Regions from separate parts of the Ovis aries genome. Here region 2 is linked to region 1. The links are chromatin contacts, called in public Hi-C maps. All regions are on one chromosome and are shown on one strand. Each heading gives the region's core, a stretch centred on a gene start, on an enhancer-like site or on the middle of the called end of the contact. The rest is flanking DNA. Distances are from core to core; before and after follow the strand shown.

What was found. A called contact is a pair of places that touch in the nucleus more often than the background predicts.
Region 2: a Hi-C map of hypothalamus shows a contact between it and region 1, with 4 times the contacts expected there. The contact joins two enhancer-like sites. A contact is called at or near these places in 2 of 16 Hi-C or Micro-C datasets (hypothalamus and tail adipose tissue).

What each region holds. Positions count from the first base shown.
Region 1 is chr20:44,002,315-44,006,087 of ARS-UI_Ramb_v3.0, reverse strand. TMEM170B (transmembrane protein 170B) reads left to right here. Exons shown (of 3, transcript XM_027958480.3): 3 at 1,696-3,773. The coding sequence ends at 1,826. Among named protein-coding and RNA genes, the nearest start is that of TMEM170B, 32 kb to the left of the region's middle. Within about 2 kb of position 1,972, at least 9 of the 54 cell types and tissues checked have an H3K27ac peak or open chromatin away from gene starts, as enhancers often do. A contact at or near this core is called in hypothalamus, where this site is marked.
Region 2 is chr20:44,357,493-44,361,265 of ARS-UI_Ramb_v3.0, reverse strand. No RefSeq gene overlaps it. Among named protein-coding and RNA genes, the nearest start is that of SMIM13, 27 kb to the left of the region's middle. Within about 2 kb of position 1,610, at least 15 of the 54 cell types and tissues checked have an H3K27ac peak or open chromatin away from gene starts, as enhancers often do. A contact at or near this core is called in hypothalamus, where this site is marked.

The DNA.
Region 1 (3,773 bases), core at 723-3,222:
AGCAAAGTTTTCTACTTGACTGAATAAATGTTGGTGCTCCTAGGAATTTTATTTAATATTGATGTAATTATCAGTTACTGAATTTCTTATTCTATTTTTTCACTTGGTGTAAATGTAAAATGATAGAATGATTTGGAGATTTATAGCCAGACTAATCTGGATTGAAATTCCAGCTCTGTGCTTAACTGTATTTTCTTGGACTAGTAACTGAAAATCTCTGAACCTCTCTTTTTTTCATCTTTAAATTAAGTAATAATACTCAGGAATGGTATGATATTTAAGATAATATTTGTAAATTTTCTGACAAGTTACATACTATAAATATACATTTTAATTTCTTTCTTTAAAATATGTATATGAAAGCCCTTGGCTTAAATTAATAATTTGCTTTTCCTATTTGTATCTTCTATAGAGGAGAATAATGATTTTTATTTGGAAAATTTAGATGAACTATGGAATTAATTCTTAGCTAATTTTTGTGAGTAGATTTCTATCTCAAATGACTGTAATTCAAGTGTCTTCGAATAACATTATTGTTCTTCCCTTTTGTTTGACCATTCTAGGAATATATAGACAGTTTTTCCTAGACAAAAGTTTTAAGGCCTTTTCAACCTGTTAAATGCTGTAACCGTAGTTTAAATGTTTCCTCCTTTTATGATTTGAGTGTACTTTTAAAGTCAGACTCTTAGATCCCACTATATATATATATAGCAATAAGATAAAAGTGTTGAACCAGAGCCTCAGGGCGCTAAGGTGCCTGAGATTCTCTCATTCTCAGAAGTGCCTGATACCTAAAAAATTTTCTTGGAACAGATGTCAGGTTCATCTTCCACTTTTATTAGATGTCAAAATACTAGTCTCCAGATAACTTTACAGTTTTATTCAAATACTTAAACCAGTAGATTGTAAAGTACATTATTCAAAATTCTGATATTATTTATGACATGTAAGAATTCATTTTACTGAAAGAAATAAAAGTTTATTTAATATTAACTTTTTCTTGAATAATTTAGAAATTATATTAAATTGTGTAGTTTTTCTATATTATTATTTCTGATTATCAATATATTGTGTCATATGTTTTTAAAAATACTGATGGGATCTGGCCGAGTCAACACCCAGCTGAGAGATTACAGTAATGAATGATTCATTTTTTATGAACATACCTTGTGTCAGTTAAGCAGTGTATACCATAAATACGTATTTTGCAGTCGAATTGAAAAGCCTGTTATTCGGTTTTGTGGGTGAGTGTGGTATGGTAGGGTGTAGCTGGTAACCAGTCACGTGGAAACTCTTTCCTGCTGCTGCTGCTGAGTCGCTCAGTCGTGTCAGACTCTGCCACCCCATAGACGGCAGCCCACCAGGCTCCCCCGTCCCTGGGATTCTCCAGGCAAGAACTCTGGAGTGGGGTGCCATTGCCTTCTCCAATGCATGCAAGTGAAAAGTGAAAGTGAAGTCACTCAGTCGTGTCAGACTCTTCGCGACCCCATGGACTGCAGCCCACCAGGCTCCTCCGTCCATGGGATTTTCCAGGCAAGAGTACTGGAGTGGGGTGCCATTGCCTTCTCCGAACTCTTTCCTAGAAAACTGTAAAATGAGAATGCCTGGTGACTTGCTGTTTGGCTCACGGGGAAAGCGAGCCCAGCCGTGCAGCGTGCCTCGGGAGTGAACGTGTTGTCTCTCCTCTCTCGCCAGGTGCAGCCGTGGCCGGCATTTACCGAGTGGCCGGGAAGAACATGGCCCCCTTGGAAGCCCTGGTGTGGGGCGTTGGACAGACAGTACTGACGCTCATCATCTCCTTCTCAAGGATCCTCGCCACACTCTGAGGTTTCTGTGAGAATGTCTTTACTTCACATAAGGAAACAGACGTACAGATTCTCTGAAAACGGCGTCGTTAGCGAGTGGGCGTGAGATCGTACAAGGACGTGGAAGGAGCAGGTCGAAACCCAAGGCCTTGGGCCGTGTGGGAAGATCGCCCTCTGGTGTTCAATGATTGCACTACCGCACCGCACCTTACGTGCCTCCGTCCCGGGCAAGGCGCACCGCTGCGTGACGCTACAAGAAAAAGCACCTTGTTTAGCTGCCAATCAGGTTAACACTGGTGTTGAATCATCATTCTTAACAGTGTTGTGTTAAGTTACAGGGACGTTTTGAAGAACTGATACATGTGCCAAACTCTTTTTTTTTTTAACATTGATCATGTGAAACTTGCAAGTGTAGCTGTAGATGAGTGCTGTGAACATATTTGACATGAATTCAGGTGATGTAGTGAGAAATTTTGTTTTGTAATGCTAAATCCTGTATGAGTGCTGAATATCATCATTTATGAGACAAATTACCTGATTTTTAATGTTGAACGTTTCTGGGATTTAGGGCTTTCATATAAACTAGGTATTTATTGTTATTTACTTTACATGGAAAATGATACTGAATGGAAAACTGCTAGACTCTTTTAAGGATTCAAAGTAGATCTGTAGGGTGCATCCTTTTCACTCACTCAAATAACACTCTTTAATAGTTTCCCTCATACGTAAACATTCTGTTGCTATGAATTTAAAAACTTTTGGGGTCACACATATTGATTGTAGTTTGTGTGTCATGAAAATTTAATTTGAAAATTTTCTTATAAATTTTGTAAGAAAAGTCTGAAATGCACATCCTATTCTTGATCCTTCTGAAGAAAGTTTCTGCCATGTATCTCATGGAGAAAACATCTTTACAACTAGTATCTCAGTGGGATTATATTACTTATTGCATATATCTTATTTTTGACTAAACGTAAGCAGTCTCTCATCCTGGAGTATCAAATATATATAAAGAGTGGCCTAAATTAGGCTGTGAAAACAAGAAGCCTCACTTGTAAGGAACAAGTTAAGAAACAAGTCATATAGGAAGAATAATAAATGATCTTATTTTGAGTATGGTAGCATCATAATTTCTCTAAGTAAAAATTGGGGAATATAGTAAATAATTTTAAAATTTGGCAGTTATTCTCAGCATATCAGTATAGTGTTGAACATATATTTAAGTGATTCAGTTTTTCAACTCTTGTTTTATTTTGTTATTTAAATTTACTAGCATCTACAATGACATTTATTAGAATGAAAAAGTTATTAGTATAAAACATTTTAAGAGGTTTTGGCAATATGTAATTGTATTTGAGAGTATAAGTAAGGGAAGCATAGAAACTGGTTGAATTCATCTCCTACTGAGACTTTTTGAGTACTAGATACAATTATACATTGTTGTTTAGTTGCTATTCATGTCTGGCTCTTTGCAACCCCATAGACTGCAGCCCCTCTCAGGCTCCTCTGTCCATGGGATCCTCCAGGCAAGAATACTGGAGTGGGTAGCCACTTCCTCCTCCAGGGCATCTTCCTGACCCAGGGATTGAACCCGCATCTCCATTCTTGACCACTGCACCACCTGAGAAGCCCGTGATTATATATATGTTAATTCAAAAGAAGAGCCAGTTGCAGAAAATAGGAAGTTATGGACAATCCAAAAGATAATCTCCACACTCTAGCCTCGCTCTTCTATAATCTAACTGGGTAACAAGGAAGTTTCTACTAGGTCCCAATCAGATTTAAGACCTTTGTCGCCCACACCACCTTTTCTCTACCAAAAAGCAGAATATATCAGCAACTCGATGATGTGTTGGGGGTATTTTTCCAGTATGAAGCCAGTTTGGGGCAGGGTAGTTTTAATAACACTGTGGTTTGGAAATCTGTTTTAAAAGAAGCCAAGAAGCAACTATGCATTCTTAGAGATCT
Region 2 (3,773 bases), core at 361-2,860, 360 kb before region 1:
CTTGGTTTCCTTGAACTGTGGTCACACCCCACGTCTTCAACCGCCTTGGACACTGACGTCTTACCAGCTTCCCTGTTGACTCTTGTGAAGCCGACAAAACAGGTGTCACTCCTGACCCATCTTTCAGGTCACTGATTCAGCCTATCAAAGTCTGGTTGATTTTGCTTCTGAAATAGCTCTTGAAACCTTCTCTACTTTTCTCCATTTTTTCCCCCACTATCTGTAGGCAATGAAGTGTAGTAGCCAAGAGGGTGGTCTCTGCAATTAGACCTCTGCGTGCCTCATTTTTCATCTGTACAGTGGGTGTAATAATAGTATCTGTCTCATAGGGGTCTCTGCAAGCCTCATTTTTCATCTGTACAATGGGTGTAATAATAGTATCTGTCTCATAGGGTTTCTGTTAGGATTAAATGAGTGAACCCACACAAAGCAATTAGTGCCCAGTATGTGGAGTTGGAGAAGGAAATGGCAACCCACTTCAGCATTCTTGCTTGGGAAATCTCACGGACAGAGGAGCCCAGCAGGCTTCATTCCATGGGGTGGCAAGAGTCGGACACGATTTGGCGACTAAAGCACCACCACTATAGTATGGGGGAATTCCCTGCCACTAATGCCCACCTGGACCTGCAGAGCAGCTCCTCAAATTCATTACAGTCCCTCTGCAGCCTTCTCCTTGTCACCAGAATAATCTTTTTGAAACTCAACTACGACTCTGTCGGCTCCTTGCATATAGCATGGGAATGGCTTCCCGTTGCCCCCAGAGAAAGGGTGGAAAAGCCTTAACACACTTGGGGACATGGCAGGACTTCACTCACCAGCTTCTCCAGCAGCATCAGGCACCCCTGCCTTCCCTGAGCCCACACTCTGCCCTGGGCCTCCTCTCAGCTCCACGATCACTTTGATCACCTGCACCCTTGTTCCCGCGTCCCTGCTCGGGCTCTCGCCCCTCCCCTGGTCTCCTAGTCATTTGTCCGGTTGCAGCTCAAAGTCGCTTTCTCAGGCAGCGTCTTTGAACACCACCCAGACCATTTCCAGGCAGTCCCTTGGTTACACAGAGTAGTCCTCCTCTCTTCCAGACAAGAGTCGGACACTTGGGCTTCCCTGGTGGCTCCGTGGTCGAGAATCTGCCCAGCATTGTAGGAGACACGGTGCGATCCTTAGGCCTGGAAGAGCCCATGGAGAAGGAGATGGCAACCCACTCCAGTATCGCCTGAGAAATCCCGTGGACAGAGGAACCCTGGTGGGCTGCAGTCCATGAGGTTGCAAAGAGTCGGACACGACTGAGCGACTAAACAACAAAGTGGATTTATTTAAGCTCCATTTCATTTTCCATATCCCCTCTGTTGAATTAATCAATGTAGCAGTATAAGATAGAACTTACAACTGCATATTCAATCTTTTGGTTGGAATCTGAGGGACTTAATTCCTGCTCTGTCAGCATCTCCTGAAAATGGTGGTTGTTTTGTTTAATCAACAAACGCAGAAGTGTATGTTACTGAGATGCTTAGTTTTCAAGCCCCTGACTCCTGTGCGTTTTGTGTCCATAACTCCTCCATCCCTTCTGAGAAGGTCCAAGGAGCCCGTCGAAATGGTCGGAACAGCAGCTTCTGACCACAAGATGGCGTCAGATTTCAGGAATTAGCCAGAGTCCATTGCCTGTCGGGGTGTGTTCCTTTAAGAAGACGTTAAAGGGTTTGATAATTATGTGGCACCGTGTTTTGCGTCATAGGTATTTAGCTTAATCCCCTTTACCTAAAGCAGCTAAGTGAGCGTATAAATCTTTGATCAGACTGGAAGGGGAGGGGGGTTATTCATCGCTAGGTCAGGACAGATGTAAACCAGGGCTATTCGGGCTGTCCAGGGACTTCTTTCCACTCCATTTAGAGCGGAGGCCAGCCAGATGACAATGTATTTACAGACCCTCCGATGAGGGCTTGAAGTCAGAGACAGAGGAGCCCTCCCAAACAGCGCCTGAACTCCACCGACAAAAGTGTGACTCCAGAAACCAGTCAGTTTCAGGAGGGGTGGGGAGAAGGATGCTTGGTCCAAAGGCCCCCATGTTTACTTGTGGGTGCAGCATCCTTACCTTGGGGATATGCCTTAGGACCATAAGGGCTCTGTGTAGATAGGAAGTGCCTTTGATTTGCCCAGGAGCCTGGCAGGCTGCAGCCCGTGGGGTAGGTTGCAAGAGTCGGGCACGACTTAGCTCACTAATAACTGCAGCTTAGCTAACTAAACAACAGCAACAGCAGTTTCATATCTTGCGTTCCCAAGCTCTGTGGGATTGAGGAAGGCAAGGAACATGTCACCCCTCCTTTATAAAAGAGATTGAGGTTCAAGCGGGTGAAGTAACTCGGCCGTGTGTGTGATGGTGCCAAACCCTGGACCCCCGCCTTGTTACTTAGAGAAGGGAAACTGTTTCTTTTTAATTTAAAGCATCCAAATCACCTTAGGTCATTCAGCACAGAGGAGAACGTGTAATGTTCAAATACAAACACGGCACGCAGCCCACACCTGTAAGAGCCTGCCCAGCGGGATAAGCTCGTGGAGAAAGTCACCGTGTGTCTCCTTTCTCCTCTGCGCTCCAGACCACGGCCGGCCTCTGTGTCCTGAGGGCTGGCCTTCCTCACCCCAGGAGGGTCTCAGCAAGCTGGGCTCACTGGGGTTCTGATGGTCCAGCAGGGAGAGGGACCTGCAGTGGGTCAATGGGAAAGGGACACTTGGGGAGAGTGACCCAGTTGGCTTCCCGGGGACCAAAGGCCGAGCTGTGTGTCCTGTTCTCACGCAGCCCTGGGAGGTGGCAGGCCTCCGATGGGGGTGACCTGCGGGTTCTGGGGATCCGAAGGCTTGGCTCAGGGTTTGGAAAGTGCAGCCAGCTTTCCTCCGGCCACGCTGGGGCCGGGGAGTGATGCTGGGAGTGGATCTCACGGGGCGGATGGTGAGCATCTCAGAGGCAGTCCTGAGGGACTGAAGAGTGAAGGTTCCTTTTGCTGAGGTTCTGGCTCTCAGGGAGGGAGCTGGGTTGGCCTGTAGTGACTAAGACTGAATGTCTCACCAGCCGTGGTGGAGAGCTCAGAGTCACAGCTCATTTGGTTTAGACAAAACAATGCAAAACAAAACACGAGACGAGTCTCGCACTGAGTGTTGTCACCTTAACCCGTCCTTGCTAATGATTACAAGTAAGAACAAGCTTGCAGAGCTCTTCCCCAGACCAGAGACAAACACAGGGAGAACCCCACAGCCCTGGGCTTTCTCGTATCTTCCTTCGAATCTCGCATCCTGGGTCCTTGCTCTGTGCTCTCAGACCCAAACGCAGGTCATTTTGCCTGGTCACCTCCTCTGGCCTTTAATTCCCCCCTTCCCACTCACCCCACTTCCTGGTTATCTGACCTGCTAGTGCCCGCAGAGTCACCAAGATGCTAAATGCAGACTCTGGGCCTCTTCCTCATTTCAGTTGACTTGACTCAGAGTCCCAGGCAGGTCAGAACTAAGAATCTGTGTTGTTAAATGTTCCCCCAGCCTTCCCTGGTGGCTCAGAGGGTAAAGTGTCTGCCTGCAATGCAGGAAACCTGGGTTTGATTCCTGGGTCAGGAAGATCCCCTGGAGAAGGGAATGGCAACCCATTCCAGTACTCTTGCCTGGAAAATCCCACAGACAGAGGAGCCTGGTGGGTACAGTCCATGGGGTCGCAAAGAATTGGACACGAGTGAGCGACTTCACTTTTGCTTTCTTTCCAGCTGTTTATGATCCTTTTTATTTAAAACCCCCAGTAC